Regions from separate parts of the Mus musculus genome. Here region 2 is linked to region 1. Evidence: chromatin contacts called from public promoter capture Hi-C data. All regions are on one chromosome and are shown on one strand. Each heading gives the region's core, a stretch centred on a gene start, on an enhancer-like site or on the middle of the called end of the contact. The rest is flanking DNA. Distances are from core to core; before and after follow the strand shown.

Region 1 (2,897 bases), core at 279-2,778:
AACTTGTGCTGCCTAGTAAAACAGTGTCCCTGGCTCCAGCGACTCTTTTTAAGCGGCTGAACAACACAGTTATTTCCATGTGACCATGACACCGCTGATCACCTTTCGTCATTATTAGCCCTGTTCAGTGAATCATCATCCTTGCTCCTTATAGAAAGAAAAGCAGGGGCTGCCGTGATTTCTCAGTCACTAAAGTGCCTGCTCCATCTGAGTCCTCTCCCCAGAACCCAACTAAAGATAGGCAGGCACAGAGGCTCATCTGTAACCCCCACATAGGGGAGGTGGAGGGTCCCCAAGGCCCTGTTGGTTATTGGCTTAGCCTGCTTTGAAGTTCTAAGAGAATCAAAGACCCCATCTCAAAAAAAAAAAAAAAATACAGGTGGATGGCACCTTGCAAAATGATTCCTGAATTTGTTCTCTGGTCTCCACACAGATATGTACACAGGTATACATGCACTTGCACACACATGCACATATTCACATGTGAACACACACACTCTGAGGGCAGGGAGGATGGGGAAAGATTATGAAAGTCACTGGTCTGAGCTACAGTTTCACAGAGTAGCAGGAGGCACCCAGCCAGCAGCTGTGGCCCTCTGTCCATTTAGTTTCTGCCTGACCTTTTCCTTGCTCGCTAGTGGGAGACCTTTTTCTGCTTCTTTTATTCGTCCCCTCCATCCTTGCTGGGTTTTCTTCTCCTCACTGCTTGGTGAAAGCCATTAGCAACTCTTTATTCTCCTCCGGTGCTAGGGCTAATGGGTTTTCTGTGACGTCGAAGTGACTTGCTAGAAATCACCCTATTTTCCAGAAATGGTGTCCTTTCTTCTGCCTCCAGTGTGTATGTTTATCTTTCACCCACATACTCAATTCACAGATGTGGAAGGGGGCTCACTATTGTATCCAGATCTCTGATTAGAATATAAAGAACAATACATTTTCAGATCACATCATCTTACAAACTTTATGGACACTAGAGACAACTGAAAATATTTCTCGAGTATGCATCTCAGCTGTTCCTGTCATGCCTGGGACTTATTCACAGATCTTGCAATGGATCCTCCTTAACAGGCACTACCTAGAACTTTTGTGTGTCTGAGCTTCTGGGCATAACCATGGAATCACATGGTTTCTGAATATGGATGAACAATATGAGCACCTGGGAAACCATCACTCCAGGCCTTTTGACGTGTGACCTCTCCACCCTGCTGTGCTAAGGAACACTGAAAATACATGTGGGCTGCTTCTCTGGGTGGGGGGAGGTGAAGGCGAGGGGACCAAAGTTCTATCAAATTCCTTTTATAGAATTAGATTTCATGGAATTGGATAATGACAAAATTGTTCAAGCATGCCAATGTCCGAAAAGCTATGAGGATGTACACGCTGGGGGAAAGTCGTTGGGGCCTAGGGATATCATTCAGTCAGTAAGTGGGCCCGTCTCACAAGCACAAAGCTCTGGGTTCCATTCCAGCATCATTTAAACCCAGGGCTGCGGCAGACGGCTTGACAAAAAGGAGAAATGTGTTTAGCTCACTCTTAGCAACCCCAGCATGCACTGGAGAACATTTGTGTGTTTAACTAAAGAAAGCCATATGGCATCTCTCTAGCATTTCTCAAATCATTATTCTTGCATTTGGGGGCCAACGTTGAGTAAAATTAAACCTACTTTAACAGAAGGACTGCATTGAGACAGTGTGTCTGACCATCTAAGGCAGCTAGTAGGTGACTAAGGGACAAATGAGCAGGGGCAGTACAGCATGGGATAACCTGGGCAAAGGGAGGACTCATGGGGAGGAGGGTCAGGAGGGTCTGTGATGTGAGCACACTATTAGGAGGACATATATCTCAGTCTCTTTGGTTTTTAAGACAGAGTTTTACTATATTTCTCTAGCTGGCCTGGAACTCACTCTGTAGACTAGGTTGACCTTGACCTTGCAGAGAGCCTTCTGCATCTGCTTCTGCTTCTAGAGTGTTGGGTTTACCGGCATACAGAACCATGCCCAGGCCAGACAATTTTCAGCTTATGAATTGTTTGTTTCTGGAAGCTTCTGTCTGATAGTTTCAGACTGTGGTTGGTCATACGTGACTAAAAGCACAGGTGACACTGCTGTGAATAACAAGCAGGAGACAGACATGTCTGCAGAGCAAAGGGGCACACGGGAAGGAGAAGCATAAGGCAAGGCTTTGAGAGGTAAGAGGAAAGACATGCCAAATGTAAGTGAACTCTTGAGTAGCCTCTACCCTCTGCGCCCTCAGAGGACTCGAGAGGGGTCAGTCTAGTGGCGGTGATGCAGCAGCCAGCAGTGACTGCTTCAGCTCTGGTTCATACCATGAGAGCTACATATGCCCAGGCAGCTGCCGACACTCACCCACAGCGTCCATATCCCTAAAGTGGAGGTGATCATGTAATTGTTCTGAGGGCTTAATCAAATAATGCTAGTGACAAAACTCAAAAGAGTGCCAGGATGTTTTGTAGCAAACTGCAATAACCTCCTGGAAAGAAGAGGGTGTTCCTGAGACTCAAGAAGTCAACAAAACTTCCAAGTCCAAGAATGGTGAGACAAAAGGTTCCCAAAGCTGATCCCAAGGTTCTGAGACTATACTTGAGTATACATGCAGTAAACATTTGCTGGGGAACTGAGACTCTCTCCCTCGCCAAGCTTCTGACGGCTCTGCCAGGAGCTCTCGGGATGCAGCTTTCCTGAGTCGCCACTCATTCTGGGCTTTTCAGTGACGCCTTTGAGTCATTCATGCTACTGACAGTAACCCCGATAAACTCACTGACTCAACACCTCACGGGCATAGACTTGGTTGGAATTGTTGCTTTCACACCTTATCTGTTGCTGAAGAGATGTTCACTAGTGGCTTTGCAACAGATGCTTCAAAGCTTACAAGGGTCA
Region 2 (2,897 bases), core at 150-2,649, 580 kb before region 1:
CAAACAAAAACTCTTTTTGTCCTTTCAACAAAGTCGGGCCTAAATTTATGCTCTGTTCTTAAGAAAACTCAAAAGTCACAGGCCTTTTAAATGACAGATGTATTACGGAAAATTTTCCCCACAGAGTTTTTGATGCTGTGAAATATCAACTCCCTGAAACCACAGAAAGGAAATGACTTACATTCTTGGAAAATGAAGCCACTAGCAGTTTTCTCCAAAAGCATTCTCTAATCCCCAAACTACACACTGTGGCAACAGTGGGTATTTCGTGCAAAAACTAAATGTAGGTGGATGCTTCGAAGACCGGTAAACAAACACCACTCGGTCCAAAGAAAGGGGGGAATCATGCGTGGAAAATCTGGCAAGGTACGCTTTCCCTTCCACGTTCAAACGCGCCGAGAATCCTTGCACAAGTTTTCCTTCCTCGCAGTGGGCACTACACAGCTCCCGGGGTGCAATGCTAGCAAAACAGACTGGCCGCTTATATAAATAAATAAACAAATCCCCCAAAGGTGTAAGGGGGCCACTGAGCCAGAATTTCTTCCGACACTAGCCACACAACTGTACGGTCTGAAAATTGTTCCAGCTTTTATCTCAACTTTAAATGTGCTTGCTTTGACAGCTTTCCATCCATTCCTGCCTTTAAGAAAGCGCTCCACCATCAGGCTAAGCCATTCTAGAACTCCAAGTGTTGTTTAAATCCTGTAGACTTCACTTGGGTGGCCCCGAGCTGTCCACATCCCCGCTTTCCCGGAGGGGAGGCTAGTGGTCTCCTTTACCTGGTCGTGTTAAGTTCCTCCAGAAACCAAAATTCTGCAGGCCGCACCCGGGACTCGTGTGTCCCCAAGGCCCCCTTCAGGGTTTCCCACACTAGGCACTGGCGGGGATACCGGACAGACGCGCTGGGGTGCCTTCCCGAAGTGGGCTGTCCGGCCTGCGCGCACAACAGGCAATACCGCACATCGCTCGGGTACGCGGGACTCACGGCTCGTCCCAGCTAGTTACGGACGGGGCGCTACAGGCAGGCACCCCTCGAGCCAGAGTCTCGGAGATCGGGGCGCAGGAACGCAGAGCCCAGCCCCCTAGCTCCGCGCTTCCCTCGCGGCCGAGGCTGCCCGGGGGCCCCGGGCCTCCCGCCCCGGCGTGGGCGAGCTCCAACTCGCGGAGAGGCGACCTGCCCGCCCGGTGCCCGACGCCCAGAGCCCCGTGAGAAAGAAGAAAGACGCCGAGAGCGGCAAAGCCGGGAATCGCACTTTAGACCAGCAGGGGGCACAGCGGCGGCCAGGGCGCGCCGTCCCAGAAAGGGGGCCAGCAGGCCGGCGCCCGCTCCCGCGCGTACCTCCAAAGTCGACAGCGCCAGGCTTCCGACTCACAACCGGCGTCTGCTCCAGCGGCGCCGAGCCTACTCGCAGCTCCCAGCACTCCTGCTGCCGCCAGACCAACGCTGCAGCTGCCCCGCCCCCCGCCCACGCCTTCCGCTCCGCCCCCTCGAGTTCACGCCCACGGCCCGCCCGAGACACGCCCTCCCTGCTCGAGGCCCCGCCCCGCCCCAAATTGAAGGCGGAGACCGAGCAGCGGAAGAAGCAGAGAGCTGGGGTGATCGCGGCTGCACGTGGAGCGCTGCCCCCCCCCGCCCCGCCCCGCTCCGCCCCGGACCCAACCAAGAGTCCTGCGGAGGGGTGAAGAGACCCAGGGACCAGGGGACGCGGGTGACATCGGATAACCGAGTCGGGCTCAAGTGGGTTATATAGAGTGAGATATGCTTTGCATGCCTTTCCCAAAGGGACAGAGGCTTCGGTGCGAGGGTAATAGACTGTCCGCCCTCCCCTCCTTCGGAATGGTCCCCTTCTCCGCTCATGCCCCCCCCCCCCCCATCCTCCCGCACACCCTAGTCCCTAGCCTCTCCCTCACAGGCCTAGACGGGTTACCTGGGGGTGGTTGTTTTACGTGAGCTGCGGCTTAATAAATCTGAACTGGGGCGGCCCCTGCGAGAAGAGGAGATTTCGTGATTCCTCTATCCCCCTCCCGTCAGGCGCCCACTTCGACCTCACGGTTTTTATCCTGCATGTGGGCTGTGAGTGCCGCCTAAGCCCATCCGCCCCCGCTCAGTCTGTCTCCCCAGGTTGAAACAGCCGCTGCCTGTGGCCCTCAAAATGATGTGTACCCTTGGTGAAGGTTGCCGGCTTGGCTGTGAGCAGTGCAAAAGACAGCCCTAGAAGATTTCAATAACCCCAAAGATCCCAAGAGGAATGGAGGGTTCTTTGCTCCTTTTGGTAGTCGGGTAAAGAAGCGAAGTCCACTTGTTTGTGCTGCACCTATCTGGACCTGCTTAGGTGTCTAGCAGCTTAAGTGTGTGTGTGTGGTGGGGGCACTGCCACCCACAGTTACAAGCTTCTAAGTGTTTTGTGGATGGTGCTGCTCCAGTGAGGAGAATCTGAGATTCTAGCTTTTTCATGTAGGTGCAGACACCTGAGGAAGAACACTTGATACCCCATAGAAGCTGTATTTGAAATAGCTGATTGCTGTGATTAAACACCAAACCAAACCAAAGCGTTTATTTCTGCACACAGCTCTCAAGTCACACTGCGTCGCTGAGGGAAATCAAGACAAGAACTCAATGCAGAAACCCGGCATGGCCGTGGAAAAGTGTTTCTTACCGGCCAGGCTCAGCTTGCTTCTTTATGTATGTAGGACCACCAAGCCAGGGACTGTAGCCCCTCTCCCTTCCATGTGAGCTGGGCCCTTTGACATCAATCATCAATTAGAAAATTCACCAAAGGCCAGTGTGGTTGGGGGCAGGTCTCAAGAGTTGAAGTTCCCTCTTCCCAAATAATCTAGCTTGTGTCAAATTGACATAAAAACTAGCCAGCCAGCCTGGTGGGCCATGGTGGCGCAGA

What was found. Promoter capture Hi-C pulls out the DNA fragments that hold promoters and counts their contacts.
Region 2: a promoter capture Hi-C map of hippocampal neurons shows a contact between it and region 1, with 2.8 times the contacts expected there. The contact joins the promoter of Frmd6 here to the enhancer-like site in region 1. A contact is called at or near these places in 7 of 39 promoter capture datasets (the 3T3-L1 cell line, the C10 cell line, cranial neural crest and 3 more), 1 of 484 Hi-C or Micro-C datasets (LSK cells) and 1 of 115 datasets of contacts at active chromatin or transcription factors (astrocytes).

Annotation. Positions count from the first base shown.
Region 1 is chr12:70,241,367-70,244,263 of GRCm38.p6, reverse strand. No RefSeq gene overlaps it. Among named protein-coding and RNA genes, the nearest start is that of Gm38467, 11 kb to the right of the region's middle. Within about 2 kb of position 1,528, at least 6 of the 459 cell types and tissues checked have an H3K27ac peak or open chromatin away from gene starts, as enhancers often do. A contact at or near this core is called in hippocampal neurons, where this site is marked.
Region 2 is chr12:70,824,016-70,826,912 of GRCm38.p6, reverse strand. It overlaps Frmd6 (FERM domain containing 6), which reads right to left and starts at 1,399. Exons shown (of 14, transcript NM_028127.3): 1 at 1,340-1,399.